2 separate regions of the Zea mays genome follow, and region 2 is linked to region 1. The links are chromatin contacts, called in public Hi-C maps. All regions are on one chromosome and are shown on one strand. Each heading gives the region's core, a stretch centred on a gene start, on an enhancer-like site or on the middle of the called end of the contact. The rest is flanking DNA. Distances are from core to core; before and after follow the strand shown. Region 1 has its middle 11 kb from the start of LOC103625689. Region 2 overlaps LOC103629877 (epidermal growth factor receptor substrate 15).

Region 1 (5,375 bases), core at 88-2,587:
GGCACTCTTTTGGGGACGGAGATCTGACTGTTTATGCGTTTCTGCCATGACAGGGATTTTTGGCCAAGCCTGAGCCTGACGGCTGAACGCGTCGGCCGGCCCCTGCCTTCTGATAGCTCGATAGCAGTCGACGGCCTCTTCTCCGTCTCGTGGGGCGTTTGCGTCGAGGAAGAAACAACAATGCAGCCTTTAAGCCTTCAATTCTCAGGCCCAGTTTGCTGCTTTGCATGCTTGTTCGTCTCTCAGGCTCTTCACGGTCACGGCGCAGCGACCTGGCATGTTAAAAAAAATGGGCCGATATATATATCATGTGCAGGTTTTCTTTACCACAAAACTTTTGCCTAGCGCTTTTTTAGCACCGATCTCCTTGCGTTCGGATTGTGGATGGAAAATGGCGATGATCAGCCACGAGAAAAGACGGTGATCAATTGATCATGACAAAGAGCGACGTTGGCGGCTTCTCCCGGAGCTGCAATGGTACAGGCCGTGGCCGTGGCCGTGCCTACCGGGAGGAGGACACCGGCCAGTCGGCCACCGCAGTACCGCACCCTTTACATGAGAAGACGATGACGAGAGCGAGAGTACGCACACGGCGCCGGCCAGCATTGCCAGCCAGGTGCCAGCCGAAACAGCGACGGCTTGGTGGCTTCTGATGGGAGAGAAAAAAAAGGACAGGCAATCGATGGCAGCGTATCCGCGGCAGCAATGATGCGGCGCTTTCTGGATGGGTGGCAGAACCGCAGAAGGCCGGCGGTGGATCAGGGAGTCCCCCGATGAGGTTACTAGCGGGGAATGTGGAGTGGAGTGTGGACGACAGGTGCTGTCGTGCCATTGGAATTCACAGTGCTAGTTTCGCGTCCCTTCCTGCGTAACCGCGATCGGCTTTGTTCGTACGCGCTGATCATTTGGCACTCGCCAGCGTGACATGTTGTTCAGTTTATGCTAACAACTTCCGATGCTTTATTTAGGATCCAGGTACGATTTCGAGCTTCATGGCCGACGTCAGTACGGCTTCTGCTGTGTCGCCGCTCGAGAACCGGCGGGCGGGCCCGAGCAGGTGCGCACGGCGTCGGTGCGAGCGCGAGCGACACAGGCCGCTCCAAGTCACCGTGTCGCCCGCGCCGCGCGAGCTATCGGATCGGATCCGTGGCTGGCGAGAGCGTACGGCCGTCGGCTCGGCTGGGCTCTCGTGTCTTTCTTTTCTTTTTTTTTTTGCCGACGGGGAGGGGACGGGCCAAAAAAAGATGCGAGAGCGACGGGTGAGGGACGGATGCGCAGCGCAGTGCTTTGCGTGTGCCCGCCCACCGACGCGCGGGACCCGCGGGCTCCACCGGGCTTTTGGCGCCCGCCCGACGTCTTGTCGCCCCCTCTCGCTCTCGCTCTCGCTGCGGCGGGACGGGGGAGACGTTGACAAACAGGGCTACAGGTACAGGAGACGGCGGCACGGCACGTCTTTCTACGGGGTTTGTTGCTGCTATAGCCTGGCCTGCTACACGTTAGTTACTACTACCACAACCACCGCCGATGCGGCGCTACAGTTTGCAGCTACCTGTAAAAATGTACTGCTTGCTGGGAAAAAAAAACGTGCCCGGAACGGACCTGTGGCACGTGAGGCTCGACGGCCCCTGTGCGTGCATCACTGCAGGTCTCGATCGGCTGGCACGGAGCTGCTACTTCCTTGGTGGTGGTGGTGGACGTGGTGGCATGCCGCACTGGTGCACCTCGCATGTGTGCAGTACAGTGCGAGTGCGAGACCCACACCCACCCCTGTGGTTCGGTTCCGAGCCGGAGCCGCCCCGCCCGTGCCGCGGCACATTAGGGACGCGACGGGGGGAAGCGCGCGCGGCGAGGGCCGGCACGGCCGCATGGCCGCGGAGCAAATGCGCCTGCCTTGCCCGGCTCGATCCATCAGCGCATGCAGGCCGTCACCCCAGCGCCATACCACTCGACATCGATGGATGGTGCGGTGCCAGACGCACGCCACAACAGTTCGGTCCACTGTACCAGTGCGTCGCTAGCTACAAGCTCGGAAGCTCCGGTATTGTTGTGTGCCCCCTTTTTTTTGCACGAGCTCAGACAGTTTTCGTACGTGATGCGACGTACGGGCGGGCAAACAGCAGCATCCGGACACGCTGCATCTCGAGGAACCGGTCAGTCGAGAGCTGGGCTAGCTGCTCCTCCCTCTCCTGTCCTGCTGCGAATCTGCGAGAAGCGCAGGCAAAGCATGGCTGGGCCGGGTGAGTTGACCTGTCCCTGGTTCCCTGCTCATGCATGCATTCCCTCCCTGACAGTGCCATGCACTGCAAGTACCAAGGCGACGAACTGGAGTGCAAATGGATGGACAGCTGCGAGAAGATCAGGCCATCCACCCACCCCATCCGGAGACCGGAGGTGCGTGCTGTGCTGTGCTGCATCTGCATGACTGCATGCATGCAAGCAACATTTGCACAACGCAATGCAATGCAACGCGGCCATGGCTGGGCTGGGCTGCCTCGCGTGCGAATGAATGCAAGATGCCTTTGGTGCGTGCTGTGCGTGCCCAAGTCCAAGTGCCGTGATGCGAGAGTGACTGACGGTACAAGTCGTCCCAGCCAGCCAGCGTCAGGAAGTGACCCTTTCGATTGCGACGATATATATAGTAACCTCTTTTTTAAAAATAAACGAATCTAGAATTTAACCGTAGACCGTAGTGCAGTTTCACCGATGCATTTGGAATGTTCAGCAGTTTTATAATCTATTAAATACTACCTCTCGAATATTTGTCGTTCATTTTTTAACCGTTGAGTGGAGAACTCAACAGTTTCACCTGTGCAAGATCCCTCTACCTTCGTTCTCTATGCCATTATGAAAAAATGTTGGTAAAATCGAATTTTATTTAATATGGTTAGGAAGAATACAGAGAATGAGATATATAGAGGGCGCTGCCGGAGATGACCAAAATATAGTCGATAAAATCTTTTAGCGTGGGTGGGTTGTAGAGAACTGAGAATACTTCTTTTGGAGATCAAATTTGGAGGACATGGTTGCACACAACCTTTATGGTTGTATGGGTTTCCTGAATATTTCTATATCTTGTTATTAACCAAAAAAACGTATTTCTGTCTTATACTTATTTGTAGAAATACTACTATATTTAATCTCCTAAATACTACTACCTCCGTTCTTTTGTATTTGTCGTACATAGTCTATTTTTTAAATAAAACGTGGCAAATAAAAAAGAAGAAAGGAGAGAGTACTGTACTTGAGTCTCCAGAAGGATATATGAAAGAAGGCTAGTTTGGTGCGGCGCGTCCGGCGCGACGGCGTGCCGCGGCAAAACTATGGCGCCGTAGCGGCTTAGGGCCTAGGCCACGCACCAAACAGCCCCAGAGACTTTTACGGGGCTCCACCAAAGGGAGTACTCTAATACATATATTCACTGTTTTCGTGAATCAAGATTTATCAAAGCTAAAAGGTTTAGAACTTTTTTTAAGAAGAAGCGAAACTATTTCTTGCTGGATCTAGAATTATATGGTCGTGCTCCACTCCGCCTTAAGTGCACAGCACTGTAAACATGACAGCTCGGTCCAAAGCGACGAACTGGACGGCAAACTCAGTTGGAAACCTGGCTTTGGCTCAAGAAAACAGTTTTGTTCCAAGCCATCTCGTGCCAGATCGGTGGATGTGGATTTGCGCGGCCAGACATGTATGTACAGCGATGTACCCGGGAAAAACGAATATCTGCAGCCTGCTTGTCCGGGCACGGCGGGGCGTACGGATGTGCCTATTTTAGTCTTTTTTTTAAAAAAAATATCATGTTTAGACTTCTCGACCGACTTAATGCCGATTTTCAATTTATTGTTCGGCGTCATAACTCGTGGCTCCGAGATAACGCGTCTCGATGTCATAGACTATAGCGTCGAGGTACGTTCCACGCTGGCGATGACCCACTGACGTGGCAGTCCACGTGGCACAGAGCTCAGCGCCACGGATCTTGACGCCGAGCTCTGGACTCTGGTATATGGGTGCGCGCAGTCTTTCTTCTATTTCACACTCTTTCCTCGACGTTGTCGATTCCTCTCTACTCCGCCGCCGCCACCCATGCTTCCGCCGTCCCCGATACCACCGCCGGACTCACACTCCGCCCACGTTTCCCGAGCGCCTGCTGAGCGCACCCCATTGGTCGTCTCCACCGGCATGGAATGTGTATATGTACATGGAATGTGTATGTCAGCCATCGTGTTGTTCTTCTATTGTTGTTGTTTGTTTGCAGGTGTTAAAAACCTCCTCATACTGGGGAGGTGTTGTCAAAATTTTTATTGACAGTACTATGTTGCTTTTTTTAGACAGGAGGTCGTCCGACACAGTAAGTATCCTACACGAACACCCCTTCCTGGATAGAATCGGCCTGCTACGGAAGCTTGGAGAGTGTTGCTGCAGAAGCTGCAAACGGGGCTAGTGCGATGGATGAGAGTAGGGGCACAACCACCGTGGATGCCTCGCTCGACACAGACAACATTGTTTATGGCACTAGCAGATTACGTCTGCGTCGTCACATATGATTCGGTACGTTTTAGTGTCAGTAACATTATAGATTTGGATTAACAATACTGTTTGCGATAGTCACTAACTGATGTGTCAGTGAATCTCATTCTTCGTTTTTTGTTGTAGACGCAGAGATTAAATCGAGTTTGTTCTGGTCTTTTAGACACCATTAGACAGATGCAAGTCTGTGCCGATGAGTTAAAGAGGTTGAGTATCCGCAACCATGTGCCTGAGTATCTAGAGTACGTGCACAAAAATACCCTGGTTAATGCCATGAGTGCTGTTACTGAGCACAAATCTAGAGCAAGTTCTTATTGGTCTGCAACCTCTTCTTGAGGATTATGAAGCCCTTGGCTTGTATGATGATTTCCAATCCGATGGTGATGTTGATGGAGACTGTAATGAGCAGTGGGTTTCGGATGAAGACGTGTCTCTAGACTCAGATGAGATCAATGATCGTCGTCCATCACATATGAACGAGCGTATCTGAGATGTGTATCAATGTAATTTGCTTGGTTGAACAAGCCTATTATCCCTTTGTGACATGGCCAATGTAATTCATCCAAGAAGAGAACAAGATGTGTCGTGAACTTGTGTGGTCTTTTGTTCTATGCCACTATAATTTGTATGACATTATGGAACTTGTATGGTGTTGTGCTCTACGACATTAGTGTGTTGAACTTGTATGGTGTTGTGCTCTATGTCATCTGTATCAAATTATGGCAACCATGTGGTCCATGGTTCATAACATTATTATGGTACTTGTGTGAAAACCATGGTCTATGCCGTTTATGCAATGTGATAACCATCGTGTTATGACATCCATGCCAAGTACCATAAGATGTCCAGAG
Region 2 (4,872 bases), core at 1,789-4,288, 410 kb before region 1:
TTCTTCCATTGTGTAGGGTTTTTTTTCTCTCTCAGTTTCTTCTGTTTCTGCAAAAAGTTCTGAGCTCTGTACATACATTTTGGCTAAGTCAACCTAGTTATGAGGATATTGTGAGCAATTAAGTCGGTTCAGCGAGAAGCTAGGGATCAGTTTGTTCGTTGTTTTAACAAACCGTGAGGGTTGCCCTCCATAGGGGTGGTCATTCTAAGGCTGAAACTTGAACCCGAACTAAACTCGAATAGACCGAATTGTCGGTCTATTTGGGTTTTTTGGTTCAGGTTCGATTCTTATATGTGCTATATTTTGGGGTATGGGTTCTGTTGGGGGTCTGCTGCTCTGCTTCGTCGTCGAAGGTTCTTTAAAAAGAAATACCTTCGAAAGATCAGCGTATAATCAAGCACAATGTGAAGGTATACACGAAGCTGCTGTCTTCGAAAGATCAGTGTATAATCAAGCACGGTGCGAAGGTATACACGAAGCTGCTGTCTGAGGAGCTTCGGCATAATGATAGCTTGAGATGAAGGGCTGCACCGACTTAAAAAAGAAAAGACCGATCAGTCCATGATAATTTGTGTTAATTGTAACTAGTTATCAAGGTCATAAATGTAATTTTGACCGGGCTGCGTCCCGTGCCTATAAATAGGTGAACAGTACTCCCGTACTGTTCACGCTGACTGGTACTCACTCTTGCGTCACGCTTGGACTTTTGCTCTTTATCAAGCCGAAGGTACAAATGTAATTCAATATTATTTCTATTTATCCATTGTAATATAATAAAAATATATTAATAATGTCATGATTATTCATGTTGTCTCTTATATTTCATATGCTTCTTTCATTAACATATACTGTGACGATGAAGGTACATCCTTCACGACCTTTGTCTGAAGATCATTATATCCTAAGGGAGATAATACTTCGAAGGACGAAGGGTATTAACCTTTAACATCTTGTGTTGCCTTATTCTTAATTCATAGCATTGGAGAACAAGTCCCTAACATTGGCGTCTACCTCCGGTGAACTCACTTCCACTTTTGAGCTGATGGCTTCGTTCAACAACCAAGTCGTAGCACCTTCGGCTACGAAGCTGGTGCTCCCGATAATAGGCGGTTCAAGTTCAGAGCCGGCTAGCAAGAAACAGAAGAAAGAAACGCAGAGAAGGGTGCAACATTGTCACACCCGCTTTAAGGAACAAAGCCAGGTGCATCTCATACATGCGCTAAGAAGACAACATATATAATAACAGAGTGTATAGAGATAAATGTCATAATAATCAGAGTATTTATTACATAGCGGAAGTCTTATTACAAAATAAAATAATAAATATAAATTGAACTAAGGATCGTCGTTGGCGCCAATGTCAACCGAGAAACGCCACCTAGATCAGATCAAACTTCTCGCCTTGTGGCTCCTCCTGAATCACCTGCTCTTCTCCTATGAGGAGGGGGTGTGAGATAGCAAAGGTAAGCTCACACATGATCATAGCTCAACAAGTTGTGGGGAACCAGTGGACATAAACTCATAAAGGTGGGAGTTCATGTGATGTGTAAGACTAATCAATGACAGGGGTTAAAGCTGAGCATTGCTTTTAAGTAGTTGGTCAAAATTTTATTAGCAGTTACTAAGTGTAAGTGAATACCAAACCTTAAATAAAGTAATAGAACAAAATTAATAATAAACCATGCAATGCCAATGATAAATTGAATTTAAGTTCCATAATTTAATCATCAGAGAGTCCTGAGCTGCTCATGACTGTGAGCTCGGTTAGTATAGTTTTACACTCTGCAGAGGTTGTACCTTTTACCCACAAGTCATGTTACCCATCTGCCAAGGGATCGCGACTCCCATACACCTCTACCTAGGAGGCGAGGCAGGGCAACATTACGAGACCTTTACAAAGTTCTACTAGCTTCCGAAAACCCGCTACAGTTTATGGGAAGAGCACTTGCAAGAATCCCCCGTCTGACCGCCATCGCAGCTAAATCAAATCGAGAACCTCCTTGCATGCAACTCCCCTACTGCCCTTGCCCCTTTCAAGTAAGGTAGTCTTCCACTAGCTTTCCTAATTAGTCAGCCAAGGGGTCCCATTCCTCCCTTGTGGTGGCACGTGTTTCTCAAGTTAAGCTCTATGTTCCAATTAACATTAATGATCTTGACATGAACATAAATAAAATAACAAAAGAATTGGAACATAGATATAATAAGTGATTATCCCAAAACCATGTAAAGCAATAGCAAACTACCCAAGTGATTCAGGGGTAAACAAGGTAATGAGATAAACAATCTAGGGCGACCTATTGGGTCCCATCAAAATTAAACTATGCATGGATAAATGATATTAAAGAACATTATTGGGTAAAAAGTGGTCAAGGGAACAACTTGCCTTCAATGAGCTCCTGCTCAACTACTTCTATCTGCTGCTCACCAGGATCCTCAGTCACAGGCTCCTCTACTCGCCACAACACAAACAAGCATAGTATACAGAGAAAATTAACATCACACCAAACACGTAAACAAAATACACAGTAATAATCTACATATTAAAATAAAATCCTAGGAATAGGAATCATAATTTTTGGAGTTATAGATTTTAAGATATGAATTTTCCAAGTTTTATGTGCTTAAAATAGGATTAAATGAGAGATTATTTTTCTTACTGTTTTCATGACAAAAGAGAGGCTCTAAGTGATAGACAATAATATTACAAAATTTTAGAAACTGGAATGGATCAATTTGGACTTAATATGAATTTTCTATGAATTAAACAAGTTCTAGGAATTGTTTTTATATTAAAAATTCATTTTCTAAATGATTTTTGTCGGTTTTAACTGCGCATCAATTTCCGAAGAGTTCAGGGGCTGCTGTATAAAATTCCTAAGACTCAGAACTATCCCGCAGAGGACTGTGGGTTGGTTATTAAAAAGACCAGGGTCTCTTTAGTAAAATTCCAGAGCCGAACGGATATCATCTAATAGCATCCGTAGGATATAGATCTCGCGGCTCGGATTAAAATCATCCCGACACCAAACGGTTGTTACCTTCGGAGCCGTTGGATCCTCAATCCAACGTCGTGCACACGCCATGCCCCGCCCCGATCTACGGCTCACACCCATCGTCTTCCTCAGACAACAGTGAAGACGCCATGTTGGCCGCTACGACGGAGCAGCCACCAGACCAGCCATCGATGTGGAGCTTGGCTCACTTTTTTTCTCTCGGAAGGTAATATCCAAAGCGGAGAAAAGAAAAAAATAAGGGAAATGCCTGGCTGGAGGTTACCAGGATCCGTGTCGTCGTAGTCCTCAACCACGACACTCTAGGGACCCGCAGAGGTGCACGACTTTGGGGATGGAGCAATTTCCTTCGCTGATCTACTGACGCCGGTGGCCACCAGACACAGCACCAGAGGACCCCACGACTTCTGTCTTGGTTTGGCCTCAAACGCCCTCTCCCAAACACGATTTCTCACGACCAGCTCGATTTGGCAATGGCAGCAGTAGGGTGCGTTAGGGGACTAGAGGAGAGAGAAGGCGAGACAATTTATAGGCGACGACCAGATGGCGCCCAGCCGGAGTAGCTAAGAAGTAGGGCACGACGGTTACAGCCCAGGCACGATCGGCGCACAATCGCATTCTACGGCGAGGACGCAATTCTGTTTTGAGCTTTGGCAAGAAAAAAACTACTGGGAACCGGCCCCCACGGTCAGCGAGTGGAACAATACTGCAGGTGATGTCATTCCTAGCATCAGCGTGACATCATCCCGGCTAGAAATCATAAACAAATCTCACTATTCTGGCCACATCGTGCGTCGCAGGTGGAGTTTGTGGGCAGATTTCAGCAAGGGGAAGAATGGTTTTGGGCCAGCACCATGGGGGTTTAGGCCCATACGGCTTGCATTTTTCTTCTTTTTATTTTTTCTGTTTCCTATTTTATGTATTTATCATTTCTTTCCCATGTTTCAATTTTAATTTAAGTATCGTTTGACCACTAAATTAGGCGTGCAATCAAAGAATATCAGCATGAGAGGCATTTTTTCTGTATTTATTTATTTGTTATCTGACTAATTTATTTTCATTAATCGAATATGCAAAAATAAAAGGAAATAAATTAATCTCCAAAGGTTCTATAATTCTGAAACATCAACATATAAATATATATTTTTTCTCTTATACATTTTTTTGGGCTTTACAAACATGTTGGGGTGCACGGACCCTTCATCAAGTCCAAATGGTCTCACATCCCAATCACCTTCTCCTAGGAGGACCTTCAGCTTAAGGATTACCCTCACAATGATGCTATGATCATATCTTGTGTCATCAAGGGATTTCTGGTCCATAATGTTCTAGTTGACACAGACAGTGCAACCGATATCATATTTGCTAAGGACTTCAGACAGATGCAAGAGCCAGAAGACAAGATTCATGATGTTATACACCCTCTTTGTGGCTTCGGAGGAAGGCAGATTGTCGCACTTGGTAAAATCACAATGTCAGTTACCTTCGGCTATGTCCACAACACAAGGACTGAACAGGTTATCTTTAACATTGTTGACATGGAATACCCCTACAATGCAATCATTGATCGAGGGACACTTAATGCATTCGAAGCAATACTTCATCCAGCATATTTATGCATGAAGATACCTTCGGAACAAGGGCCTATTGCTGTCCATGGAAGTCAAGAAGCTGCCAGAAGGGTCGAAGGGAATTGGACAGATTCAAAGGCAATCCATAACATAGATGGAGCTAAAGCCTGTCAGCAGTATAAATACAAAAGAGAGAAGACTGCTTCAGTGGATCAACCGAAGCATATGCTTTTATGTCAAGACATAACAGAACAAAGGGTACTGCTGGGGTCTCAATTATCTGATGAGCA

What was found. A called contact is a pair of places that touch in the nucleus more often than the background predicts.
Region 2: a Hi-C map of tassel shows a contact between it and region 1, with 2.3 times the contacts expected there. The contact joins two enhancer-like sites. A contact is called at or near these places in 2 of 25 Hi-C or Micro-C datasets (ear and tassel).

What each region holds. Positions count from the first base shown.
Region 1 is chr6:119,872,378-119,877,752 of Zm-B73-REFERENCE-NAM-5.0, reverse strand. No RefSeq gene overlaps it. Among protein-coding and RNA genes, the nearest start is that of LOC103625689, 11 kb to the left of the region's middle. Within about 2 kb of position 1,337, at least 19 of the 20 cell types and tissues checked have an H3K27ac peak or open chromatin away from gene starts, as enhancers often do. A contact at or near this core is called in ear and tassel, where this site is marked.
Region 2 is chr6:120,288,512-120,293,383 of Zm-B73-REFERENCE-NAM-5.0, reverse strand. It overlaps LOC103629877 (epidermal growth factor receptor substrate 15), which reads left to right. Exons shown (of 13, transcript XM_008650981.4): 13 at 1-122. Among protein-coding and RNA genes, the nearest start is that of LOC103629877, 11 kb to the left of the region's middle. Within about 2 kb of position 3,038, at least 14 of the 20 cell types and tissues checked have an H3K27ac peak or open chromatin away from gene starts, as enhancers often do. A contact at or near this core is called in ear and tassel, where this site is marked.